Regions from separate parts of the Sus scrofa genome. Here region 2 is linked to region 1. Evidence: chromatin contacts called from public Hi-C data. All regions are on one chromosome and are shown on one strand. The core of a region is the stretch at or near the end of the contact, and the rest is flanking DNA. Distances in the headings are between cores, read along the strand shown.

Region 1 (5,739 bases), core at 790-3,289:
TGACTTTCATTCTGAAATTTATTCTAGTGTGAGGTATATCAAGTTGGTTACATTTTCCCTTTTTTAAAAAAAGCTATTGACTAATTCCAATACCACGTCTTGAGAAATCTTTCTTTTTCCATTTTCTTCTGCTATCTTCTTTATCATATTGAACTTCTACAACCTACACACATAGAATAGGATTCTGAGTACTTACTTAATTCCAGCTCATTCTTGTCCCAGTGCTACCATTTTAAATATTATCATTATATAATATTTTAATTTAAGAACTTGATCCTCCTCTTGGCTATTTTAATTCTAATTTTTTAAAAATAATCCTTCCCGGTTTTATTCTTTAAGATTAATTTTAGATCCATTTTCTCAACTTCCAAAAACCCCTCTGAATTTTTATCTGCATCCATGTGGCAGTAATAATTTAGTCACTCCATACATTAATTTGTGAAGAATTGATTTCTTTACAGTATTGAATCATATGGTAGTACTTTCCTGTCACAAAAGAGTCAGGAGGCGCACTTGGAACCAAGACACAAGGAAATGGGCATGGATAGCCTGGGCCAGGGGGCTGTGACCACGAGGTGGAGGGGTGGGAGTGAGGGGTCTCTCTGGGTGTCTCTGGCTTGGCTTGGGCCACACATGCCCACCTGCCTACTTGTCTGCCAGAGCACATTCAGGTGAGGAACGAGCAATGGGCCCATGGGGTCGGAGACCTGGGTTCTAGCCCCACCTAGAGTATTTCTAGCTCATTCTGTGCCAGACAAAGCCATCCTCCTGCCATGGCCTCATCCCCAAGGTCCCTTCCAGCTTTGAAATCCCTCTTCGTGGGGGCAGAGGAGGTGGGGTGCAGGAAAGCAGAGATCCTTCCTAACTCATCCTGCACCCAGCCCAGCGCCTCCTCCCCACATCCCTGTCCCATCCCTCCAGGAAGAAGAAAGAAGAAGGAATTTTGTGTTGCCCCAGTTCACAGAAGAGTTTTGTCCTGGTCCATCTGTTCAGAACACCCTCTCAGAGGCTCGAATGTGAACAGAAACCACCAGGGAGCGTGCAAAGCTGTGGCTCTTAGTCATAGATCTGGGTGGCAGTGATGCCCTTAGTCTGAAGAGCACATTTGTGTAGCGAAGTTCTAGAACACAGATCTGGTGGAACTTCTTGACCTAAAAAGAAGGGGAAGTAGAAGGTGGGGGTGAGGGGGGCAGTGCCTGGAGTCCTGGTCACAATTATGCTTTAAAAGTATGTGGGAGACAAGAAACTTGGAAATAAAACCATTTGACACATTATAGGGATGGTGAGATTGAGAGTGACTTTCTTCTACATGGTTGCCGCTTTTGAGTATTTGCAAAGAATCCACACTCTAAAGAACTCTCTCAGTGAAGGAAAAACAAAAGCAGTTCTTGGTCCCGCAGCCACACAGGGCTGGCTGGGCCACAGCGCTCGTTGTCCCCTTCCCTGAGTGACTGCACTCCTGAGGTAAGATTTCTCTCTGGCTGGGAGGTTTTCAAAATCTTTTCCAACAGCCTGCATGAGTTTGCTCTAGTTTAGAAGCATTTGAGGTGTAGCCAGAGCCCAGAGAGTCAAGTGTGACAAACCGCCCACCTCTCATGCAGATGCAGCCTTTATGGATGTAGAAAAATCCCTGGTTCCCCTTTGGGGTTAACCACAGCCAGGCCAGGTGATCAGGATGCCCTCCCCCTCCCTCCCCCATCCCCCAAAAGCGCTCAGAAAAATCTCTGAGTTAAAAGTTTGCCTTTCTTACTGGAAGAATTTTTATTAGGCCAAAGCGTTGACAAGTTTGTCATTCCCAGAATCTGCTAACACCCTCCCCTGACTCCCTTCGATTTTTAGTACTTTTTCCCTCCTCCTTTTTTGGGGTGGGGGGTGGGTGGAAACTGTCTCGAACAGGCAGAAAGTTTTATCCAAGGTGTTTGGCAGTGACTCCGCGTGCTGGGAAAGATTTATGTCTCTGTTCTCTGGCACTGCCTAGTGTGAGCTCACTTAAAACAACCGAATAAATGAGTTCACTTTATCCCGTCAAAATGGAACCGAGGGTGGCGTGGTACCCAGCTGGGGTCCACAGGGACCCTGAGGCAACGTTCCTGTCTCAATGGCTTGTGCTGAGCTCAGCCGTTTTTATGTCTGTCTGAGATCATTAAAACGAGGAGGCCAGGGAGCAGAAAGACCCGTGGAATTGGTGGTAGGATGGAAACCCCGCTTGGAGCCTGGAGGGCCCAGCCCAAAGCATGAACACAGGGGATCGTTTAAAAGGCTGCCTCTCACCAATTGGTTTGGCCTGAGCTCCTTGAAGGGGCCTTCTCTGGAGAGGCCAATGGTCACAAGAATATTGGTCATTTTGTCATAGTTTTTTCTTTCTTGCTGCCCTACCACCACTTAATGAAACCAGGCCCATTAAAACAGGGCCTTGGAGTTTCCATTGTAGTTCAGTGCTAAAGAATCTGACTTGTATCCATGAGGATATGGGTTTGATCCCTGGTCTTGCTCAGTGGGTTAGTGATCCGTTTCTGCAAGATGCGGTATAAGCTGCGGATGCGCCTCGGCTCCTGCATTGTTGTGACTGTGGTGTAGGCCAGCCACTGCAGCTCCAATTTGACCCTTAGCCTGGGAACTTCTATATGTTGCAAGAGCGGCCCTAAAAAAAAAAAAAAAAAAAAAAAAGAAAAAGACAGGGCCTTGCTCCCCCTGAAAAAGGAATATGGATTCTGTCTTGGGTGGCTTTTCTGGATCAGGCCCAGGTCTATCGTTCTCATGTGGATTCAGGCTCAGGATTCATGGAACACCTGTGCTATTAACCTGAGGCAACGTGATTAGAAACAGCTGCCCCAAAGAGAAGGCCTGTGCCCCACAGCCCTGAGCAGAGGGAAGCTGGCAAGCTGGAGGCTCAGGATCTGGGCCTGCCATCCAGGAGAGGCGGTCCACTCTCCGCTAGGCTAGGGTTTGTTCCTCCTTCCAGAGGCCCGGGCTGCAGACAGAGTGTGGGATGGTTTCTGTCTTGGGGTGAGGGACTCAGGACTATAATAACTCCTAACAATTTCTTAACATTTAAAGGTGACAGAGCATATCTCCTAGATGCCTAGACTGTAAGCAGCCTAAGGGTGGGGGTTGTGCCTGCCTTCTGGGAAAGGGAGGGAGTAAATCAATCCTCACTAGTTCTGGGAAACTCCCAAGGAAACTTAAGATGCCATTTGATAAATGCGGAAGGTGAGAGGTAGAGGTTTCCATCCTGCAGCAGTTCTGGGATTGTACTGCAGGCCTGTCTGAATCCTTGTTCTTTGCCCTTCCCCTTCATCGGCACTATCTAAACTTTTTTTTTTTTTTTTCGGTCTTTTGTCTTTTTTAGGGCCGTACCCTCGGCATATGGAGGTTCCCAGGCTAGGGGGCGAATCGGAGCTACAGCTGCCAGCGTACACTACAGCCACATGGGATCCGAGCCTCGTCTGCCACCTACACCACAGCTTACAGCAATGCTGGATCCTTAACCCACTGAGCGAGGCCAGGGATCGAACCCACAACTTCATGGTTCCTAGTTGGATTCGTTTCCGCTGTGCCATGTAGGGAACTCCAATACTGGCCAAACTTCAATCATCTTTGCATTCACCTTTGCCAATCTCCATACCATTTACATGTATATATCCTTAAATCGGTTCTTTTTACTTAAAAATATAACTAATTTGATGTGCAAAATTAGCACACCAAATTAGTTATATTTTTCTTTCATTAAGGATAAGTATTTGCAAGGTAACAGTTATCACCTGCCCAACAGGCTCTCATGATACCAGAGTCCTGATTCTAGGTGTGGTCCCCAGATTGGCAGCATCAGCATCACCTGAAAACTTCTATAAATCCAAATTCTCAACTCCTACCACAGACCTCTTGCCTCAGAAACCCCAGAAATGGGGCTCACAAGCTTTTTTCTCAAACCCTCTGGGTGATTCTGACACCTTCTGAAGTTCAGGAATCATTACACTAGAGTGTTGGACCCCTCAGGAGTGTCCCAATTGGGTCGCCTTTGCCCCCACCACTCATGGATTCTCACCATGTGGTCCCCAGGACCACAGAGCTTATGAAAGCTCTGGGTCAATAGCGTTAGACCATCAGGAAAGATGAGTGTGGTGTGAATGGACATCTGCATCAAGGAAAACACCTTGAAACTTAGACCTAAGAATACAAAGAGCCAGTGTTGGCTCATTTCTCAGCAACTCCTTGGGTCAGAATTCAGAAGTGATAAGAGGACCTGGCAAAGCAGCTAGCTCCCATTGTTTAGAACAGCTCTATCCAACAGAACTTTCTACAATGACGGAAATGTTCAATATCCACATTATGCTGGGAGACTGTTCTCCGCAGGTCTTGCACATCCTCACACTTGGCAAGCAGAGACACTGAATGCCTTCTTTCTGGACACTGTTCCAGGACCTTTGTGTAGTCAACAACCTTGGCAGATAGAATAATTGTCTTCCTCCAGAGCAAAGGACAGCATGCTTCCTGCTCGTTATAAGATTCAGGTTCCCTAAACTCAGGGCTCTGGTCTTATATTGCAACCCACTGCACGTACATACAAGCAGCTATCATCTGGCGCTCTTCATGTTGCCCTCTGGAAACTGGAGCAAGAAACTACAATACTCTGACTACTGATATTGCTATAAATAATAAAGTCCTGGAGTTCTCGTTGTGGCTCAGTGGGTTAAGAACCTGACTGGTATCCATGAGGATGCAGATTTGATCCCTGGCCTCACTCAGTGGGTTAAGGATCTGGCGTTGCCAAAAGCTGCAGTGTAGGCCACATATGCAGCTTGGATCTTAAGTTGATGCGGCTGTGGTCTAGGCTGGCAGCTGCAGCTCAGATTCAACCCCTAGCCTGGGAATTTCCATATGCTTCAGGTGCAGCCCTAAAAAGAGAGAAGTAATAATAACAATAACAATAATAGTAATAATAATAAAGTCCCTTGTCTCAGACCCAGGATTCTCTTGTCTTCTGCCAGCATCCACAAAACCAGCAGATTGACTTGTTAGCTTGTTACCGGAACAAAATGTGTGATCACCTGAATTTCTTAACACCTTGTCCAACACCTGGCTATTGGGCACCAGCAATGTAGCTAGTGTGACTAAGAAACTGATTTTAGTTTTAATTTTTTTTCCAAGTCGTATTAAGTATAATTTTTAGTTTGGGTTTTTTGTTTTGTTTTGTTTTGTTTTGTTTTGTTTTTAGAGCCAAATATTCGGCATATGGAAATTCCCAGGCTACGGGTTGAACTGGAACTGTAGCTGCTGGCCTATACCAGAGCCACAGCAATGTGGGATTCAAGCCGTGTCTACAACCTCAACCACAGCTCACGACGGCTCACAGCAATGCTGGATCCTTAACCCATTGAGCGAGGCTTGGGATTGAACTCTCATCCTTGTGGATACTGTCAGATTTGTTACCACTGAGCCACGATGAGAACTCCGAATTTTTACTTTTGATTCTGCCCAATTTTATTAGGTATAATTGATGAGTACAATTATATTTTTTCTAACACATGTATATGTTGGGACGATCTAATGCATGGTCTAATACAAGTATCTGTTAGGAAATGATTGCCATGATCAAATTAATATATCCACCTCACATAGTTACCTTTTCTTTTTCTTTTTTTTTTTTCACTGAGAACTTTTAAGCATGCAATGCAGTATTACTAACTATAATCACCATGCTGTACATTAGATCCTCAGCACACATTCATCTTATAACTA
Region 2 (5,915 bases), core at 879-3,378, 230 kb after region 1:
ATCTCATAGGTTGTTGTGAATATTAAAGGGGATAAAAAAAATCCATGTAGAGTGATTAGATTCCTCCTGGCATATGCTGGGTAGACAGTATGTATGGCCATTTTAGATAAAAAGTCAGACAGAAATAAGCCTGAAAGCAACTGAAAACTTCTTGGTCAAAAAAAAATTCCAAATCTCAATAGGTTGGACCTATAGCGCATTTCAGTCAAGACAAAATTTAATTAAGAATACGGAGTTCCTGTGGTGGCTCAGTGGAAACGAATGTGACTAATATCCATGAGGATGCAGGTTTGATCCCTGACCTCGCCCAGTGGGTTAAGGATCTGGTGTTGCCATGACCTATGGTGTAGGATGCAGAAGCAGCTCGGATCCTGCATTGCTATGGCTGTGGTGTAAGCTGGAAGCTGTAGTTTCAATTCGACCCTTAGCCTGGGAACCTCCATAAGCCCCGGGTATGGCCCTAAAAAGACAAAAAATAATAATAAGAAGAAGAATAAAGGCAAGGTCCTGCTCTTAATCTCTCTCTCCCTCCCTCCCTTTCACACACACACACACACACACACACACTCAGGCACACACAGCTTTATAAGGGTAAGACAGGGAAGCCAGCAAAACATATTTGGGAAGAAAAAATTCTGGATTCTGGTAAGTTAGAGACACAACAGGAGGCTGAGTTTTCTGCAGCTGCATTCTAGAAAAGTAGCATCTGGACCTGGCAATGTGACAACGCAGCTTACCTTTTTGTGTCAAACCTCCCTGGAGAACTGCTGAAAGTTCTGAGTGTCTCATTTTAAGAGAGATAGACTCAAGGTGACAGAAGCTAGAACAGGGCAAGCACTGAAAACCATGTCACATGAGAAATGTTTGAAGGACCTGGCATTTTTTGCCAGAGAAGAAAAAGCCCCTAAAATACTATGTTTCATTGACCCTTTCAAGTAGTTATGAAATGCCTCTTAAGTGTCAGGCAATGTGCTATATGTTACCATGGCAATCAAAAAGTCTCCATCTTGGGAGTTTCCACTGTGGCACAGTGGGTAATGATCCAGCTTGTCTCTGTGCAGGTGCCAGTTCCATCCCAGCCTGGTCCTGGCACAGTGGGTTAAGGATCCAGTGTTGCATAGCTCTGGCTCTAATTCAATTTCTGGCCCGGGAACTTCCATACGCCACAGGGACAGCCATAAAAGAAAAAAAAAAAAAGTTTCTATCTTCAAGGTGATACAGTGGGGCTTGGCTCAGGTCCCCTCTTCAAGGACAACAGACTCATCCCCCAGGTACTGGGAATGCCAGAGCTAGTGGTTGCGGTCATGCCCCGTCCCTCACTGGCAGCTGCCTCGCCCAAGGTCTGACATCCCCCTAGGGAGTGGCCTGCTGTGGGAAACAAAGGCCACCTCTGGGCTTCTTCCAAAGGACCATCCCAGCTCCTGGGGCCTCATGGGACCAAATGAGGCTTCTGGCCTCAGCTGTAACCAGAGCGGGATCCACATCTCCCTCCCAAATCCCGCCAATGTCATTTGCTTACAGGATGCCGCCCCATCACGGTCTGGGCACTGGGCGGATGCAGACAGGCAAGCAGGCAACTGCACTAGTGAACAAAACTAGAAATGGGGGCAGCACAGGGCCTGATGGGTACACAGGCCCAGGAGAGCCTCTAATCCAGACTTGAGGGATCAAAGAGGCCCCCCAGAAGAGGTTATCTGAAATGAGATCCAATATGGGGCATGGCTGGGATGGGAAATGATTTTAGCTTCCAGCTAGTCTTGAATGGAAGAGGAGAGACCTGGGCTCTCTAGTATGAGCCCAGGCTGGACAAACGCCTTAGAGGAGCAGCCTGCTCTGTCTCTGCCTCCAGCCTCTCGGATCTCTGCCCAGATCGCACCCAGACAGGGCTCCCTTGCTTTCAACTGCTACTGCCAGCCCGGCAGAGTGCCCCAGGGCAGGAGAAGGGACTCTACTTTGGGGGATTCTGTTTTTCTGTCCCAACGCCCACCCCATCTTAAGAGAGGCTAAGCTCAGAGATGAAAACTCATTCTCTTACAGGAAACAAAGAGCTGTTGCCAGGACCGCCCAGCCAAGAAAATAAGAACAAGATGCCTCGTGCTGCTGGGCTCCCAGCACTCACCGCCTCCAGGGAGGGTAGGGAGACGCCTCCCATCCCAGGCACTCCCATATTTGTTCCCAGCCAGCTTCACCCGAGTATGGGAAGTCCCTCTGGCTATGGTCACATCCACAGCAATAAAATGTCCTGGCTCTCATGGCTATAACCTACCCTATTCAGGGGGTAGGGACACATGGAAGTGATATGAAAAGAGCATTGGGTTTTAGGTCAGCCTGTACCAGCTGACTGTGTGACCCCGGGTGAGACTGTTCACCTCTCTGGGCCTTGGTTTCTTTATCTATGCAATGAGATTGTTCAGCTTCTGTAGTTCTAAGGTTTCTTCCATCTAATTCTAATTTCTGAGGAAGAAAACTGGCAAGCTTACCAATTTAACCAGAATCTCAGAGCCCAACAGCTGACATCTCTCACCCCCTCAATTTCTACTCTTCTTCTTCCTAAGAGAATGGAGAACCCAGGGAAATTAGTGAGATGTCCCTTCAAAACCATCCTGTTGTTTTCCTCGGGCCTCTAGGTCAAGGTGAAGACCAGTGAAAGCTTTAGATAAAGAAGGTGCAATGGCAGGGATGCAGATTCAATCCTCAGCTGAGCAAAGTGGTGTAGGTCGCAGATGGGGCTCGGATCTGGCGTGGCTGTGGCTGTGGCATAGGTCAGCAGCTCCAATTTGACCCCTAGCCTGGGAATTTCCATATGCCACAAGTGCGGCCTTAAAAATAAAACACACACACAATGAGAGCACTCTGCAGCCACTAGGATGTCTAGAATCAAAAAGACAAATAATAAGAAGTGTTGGTGAGGAGGTGGAGAAATTGGAACCATCATACACTTCTGGCAGGAATATAAAATGGTACAGCCGCTTTGAAAAACTGCGGGTTCCTCAAAGGCAAAACGTATATGACTCAGCAATTCCACTCCTGGGTATACACCTAAGAAAAATGAAAACACATGTCCATGCAATATGTCCACAAGTATTCAGAGAAGCATTGGTCATAAAAAGCAAAACGTGGGATTCCCCTGTGGTATAGCAGGTTAAGGATCTTGAGGTTTCACTGCAGTGGCTCAGGTTGCTGCTATGGCAATCCCTGGCCCAGGAACTTCTCCATGCTGCAGGAGTGGCAAAAAAAAAAAAAAAAAAAGGAAATATCCCAAATGTCTATCAACTGAAAAACAAATAAACAAAATTTGGTATATCTATGCAATGGAGTATTATTTAGCAATTTTAAAAATGTAAAACAGAATGAACCTGAAAAAACATGATGCTAAGTGAAAGAAACCAGTCAAAAGGGACCACATATTATATGATTCCATTTATATGAAATATCCAATCTACAGAGACAGAACCTAGATTAGTGATTGTCTAGGTCTGGGGAGAAGAGGGAAATTGGGATTGATGACTGCCGAGTGTCAGGGCTTTCTTTTCCCAGTGCTGAAAATATTCTAAAATTAATTGGATATACTAAAAACCATTGAATTGGACACTTTGGGTGGACTTTAAGGTATTGTGAATTCTCAATAAAGCTGTTAGAGGGTGGGGGGAGCACACCATTTCCTAGAATAGAGATTTTTAACTTGGGGTCCATGAATCCCCTAAAATTGCAAAATGGTATATAGGAAGGCACTTGTGCATTTTCCTGCAGCTTTCATCAGATTCTCCCAAGGGTCCAGGCAACAGAAAGGAATCACTGCTCTCACTCAGGCTAACTGGAGGTAGGAGGGTGGGGAAGTGTGTCTGGAAGCCTCTTTACACCTCCTCTTGCTCTCTGGCAGTCCCATGGTTGCGGGGAGGAGTAGATCCACACAGCCCATCCCCCCAGGGCCAATAGGGCCAATTCCACTCCCCGGTCTGTTTACTCACTGCTCCCTCTTCGGTGTGGTGTTGGTTGGCCACAACTCCCTAGCGAGCAGCACTCTGACCACAGCCTGGCGCTCTGATCACAGCCTGGAAACCCAGCTCAGAGCCCCGCCTAGCCCTTTCCCCTCTGGGACCCTTCTGCCTTCCCCCGGCCCCCCTCCTACCTGTCCTGTGTGGCTTCCTGGGGAGGACGCTACCCCACATTCTGCTGCTGCCACTTGCTCATGCCAATAATTGGGAACCAGGTTGCCTGGCTTCCTGCGTGGCCAACTCTGCAGCCATAAGTGGGGTGACCCCAACCCTGATCGCCTGGGGACAGTCTTGGTTTAAGTGGGGGTGGGGTGTGATTTTTGAGTGTCACCTTTCCTTCTCACAACTATCCTGGTTTGTAAGACATTTAATCGTCCCCTTGCCGAAAGGAGCAGTGGCCATGTCTTCCTCCCCCATCATCCCAAGGCCACGTTCCCTGGCAGGAAGGTTGGGCAGCCTTCTTGTATGCAGCTGTGAAGTCCTCAGCTTGGGGGATGTTGCCTCCTCTCAAAGCTGGGACACCAGGACCTGGCCTCCTGCATCATCTGTCCTCAGCGAGGAGCACCCAGGCTTCTCCCTACAGATCTCTGTGAAGGCAGAAGTGACTTTCCTCTGGAGCCCCAGCTGCCAGCAGCCTTCTCTCTCCTGTCCAGGCTGAAAAATCCCACCTCCTCATATATCTTTTCTACCCTTTGCCAGCTCCCTGTGCTTTCTGCTTTTTACCATCCCAGACCCCTCACTTTATACAGCTAGTGCCGGCAAATAGTAGGTGCTCCAGCAATGATTCTTTTTGAAAAGTAATTTTTAAAAAAATCTTTAGAGTATAATTGGTTTACTATAAATTGGCACATTATGTTGTGCCAATTTCTGCTGTACAACAAAGTGACCCACTGTTACATACACACACACACACGTGTGTGTGTGTGTGTGTGTGTGTGTGTGTGTGTGTGTGTGTGTGTGTGCGTGTACTCCCCTTCTTAGATTATCTTCCATCATGGTCTATCCCAAGAGACTGGATATCGTTCCCTGTGCTGTACAGCAGGACCTCATTGATTACCTATTCTAAATGTAATAGTTTGCGTCTACCAACCCCAAACTCTCAGTCCAGTCCATTCCCTCCCTTGAAAAGTAACTTTTGAATGAAGCACTGGCAAAGTTATGCTCAAGCTGCCAATGCATCTCACTGGGCATGGGCACTGCAGAGCCTGGGCCTCTTGGCGTGGGCAGCCCTGGAAAACACACTCTCCAGAAGTGTGGCCCTGGGTGCAGTAGGTCCCATTGAAACCTGCCCTGGTGGATGCAGGCAGGAAGGTGACAGGCCAGAGGAAAAGGGCACTTCCTTCTATCCCTACAGCCATGGCACACACAGGAACCCCCCTCCCCAAGCCTCTCCTTTTCAGCCAAACACACTTCCTCCACCCAAAAGAGAAAGGAAAAAACCCTTTTGTTTCATGAAGGGCCATCCAATGTAGAAGCGGGCATCTTACACTTTGTATCAACAATCCTTTCTATTTTTTTCTTTTTTACAGTATTTACTACCCATTTGACAAGTATTTATTAAGCACGAACCAGGCCTGCGCTCGGCACTGGGGAAACAACCAGGAACCAGACAAGTGTCCTTGCCCCATAGGGCTGTATTCAGTCACAGAGTCCAGACCTGGGCCTGGGACCCTGTTTAGAATGCAATAAGACAATGACCTCTTGGTCCCTGCACACTGGGTATCTCAATGTTAATGGCCACCTTTACATAGATGCAAAAAGGCAATGGGATAGTATCTGCTTAACAACAGAGTTCTCGGAGGCATAAACACTTTCAAATCTCAGTTCTGTGTCCTCTTGGGCAAGTTAATTAATCTCTGTCTCATTTTTGAAATATTTAAGATAATGCCATCTACCCTGCAGGATTATGTAAAACACTTA

Evidence for each region. A called contact is a pair of places that touch in the nucleus more often than the background predicts.
Region 2: a contact with region 1 is called in a Hi-C map of omental adipose tissue, with 2.3 times the contacts expected there. The contact joins two enhancer-like sites. A contact is called at or near these places in 3 of 5 promoter capture datasets (fetal liver, fetal skeletal muscle and liver), 31 of 47 Hi-C or Micro-C datasets (adipose tissue, alveolar macrophages, blood and 17 more) and 1 of 2 datasets of contacts at active chromatin or transcription factors (skeletal muscle).

What each region holds. Positions count from the first base shown.
Region 1 is chr9:53,049,997-53,055,735 of Sscrofa11.1, forward strand. No RefSeq gene overlaps it. Among named protein-coding and RNA genes, the nearest start is that of DDX25, 23 kb to the left of the region's middle. Within about 2 kb of position 2,040, at least 9 of the 83 cell types and tissues checked have an H3K27ac peak or open chromatin away from gene starts, as enhancers often do. A contact at or near this core is called in adipose tissue and omental adipose tissue, where this site is marked.
Region 2 is chr9:53,280,558-53,286,472 of Sscrofa11.1, forward strand. No RefSeq gene overlaps it. Among named protein-coding and RNA genes, the nearest start is that of RPUSD4, 26 kb to the right of the region's middle. Within about 2 kb of position 2,129, at least 11 of the 83 cell types and tissues checked have an H3K27ac peak or open chromatin away from gene starts, as enhancers often do. A contact at or near this core is called in adipose tissue and omental adipose tissue, where this site is marked.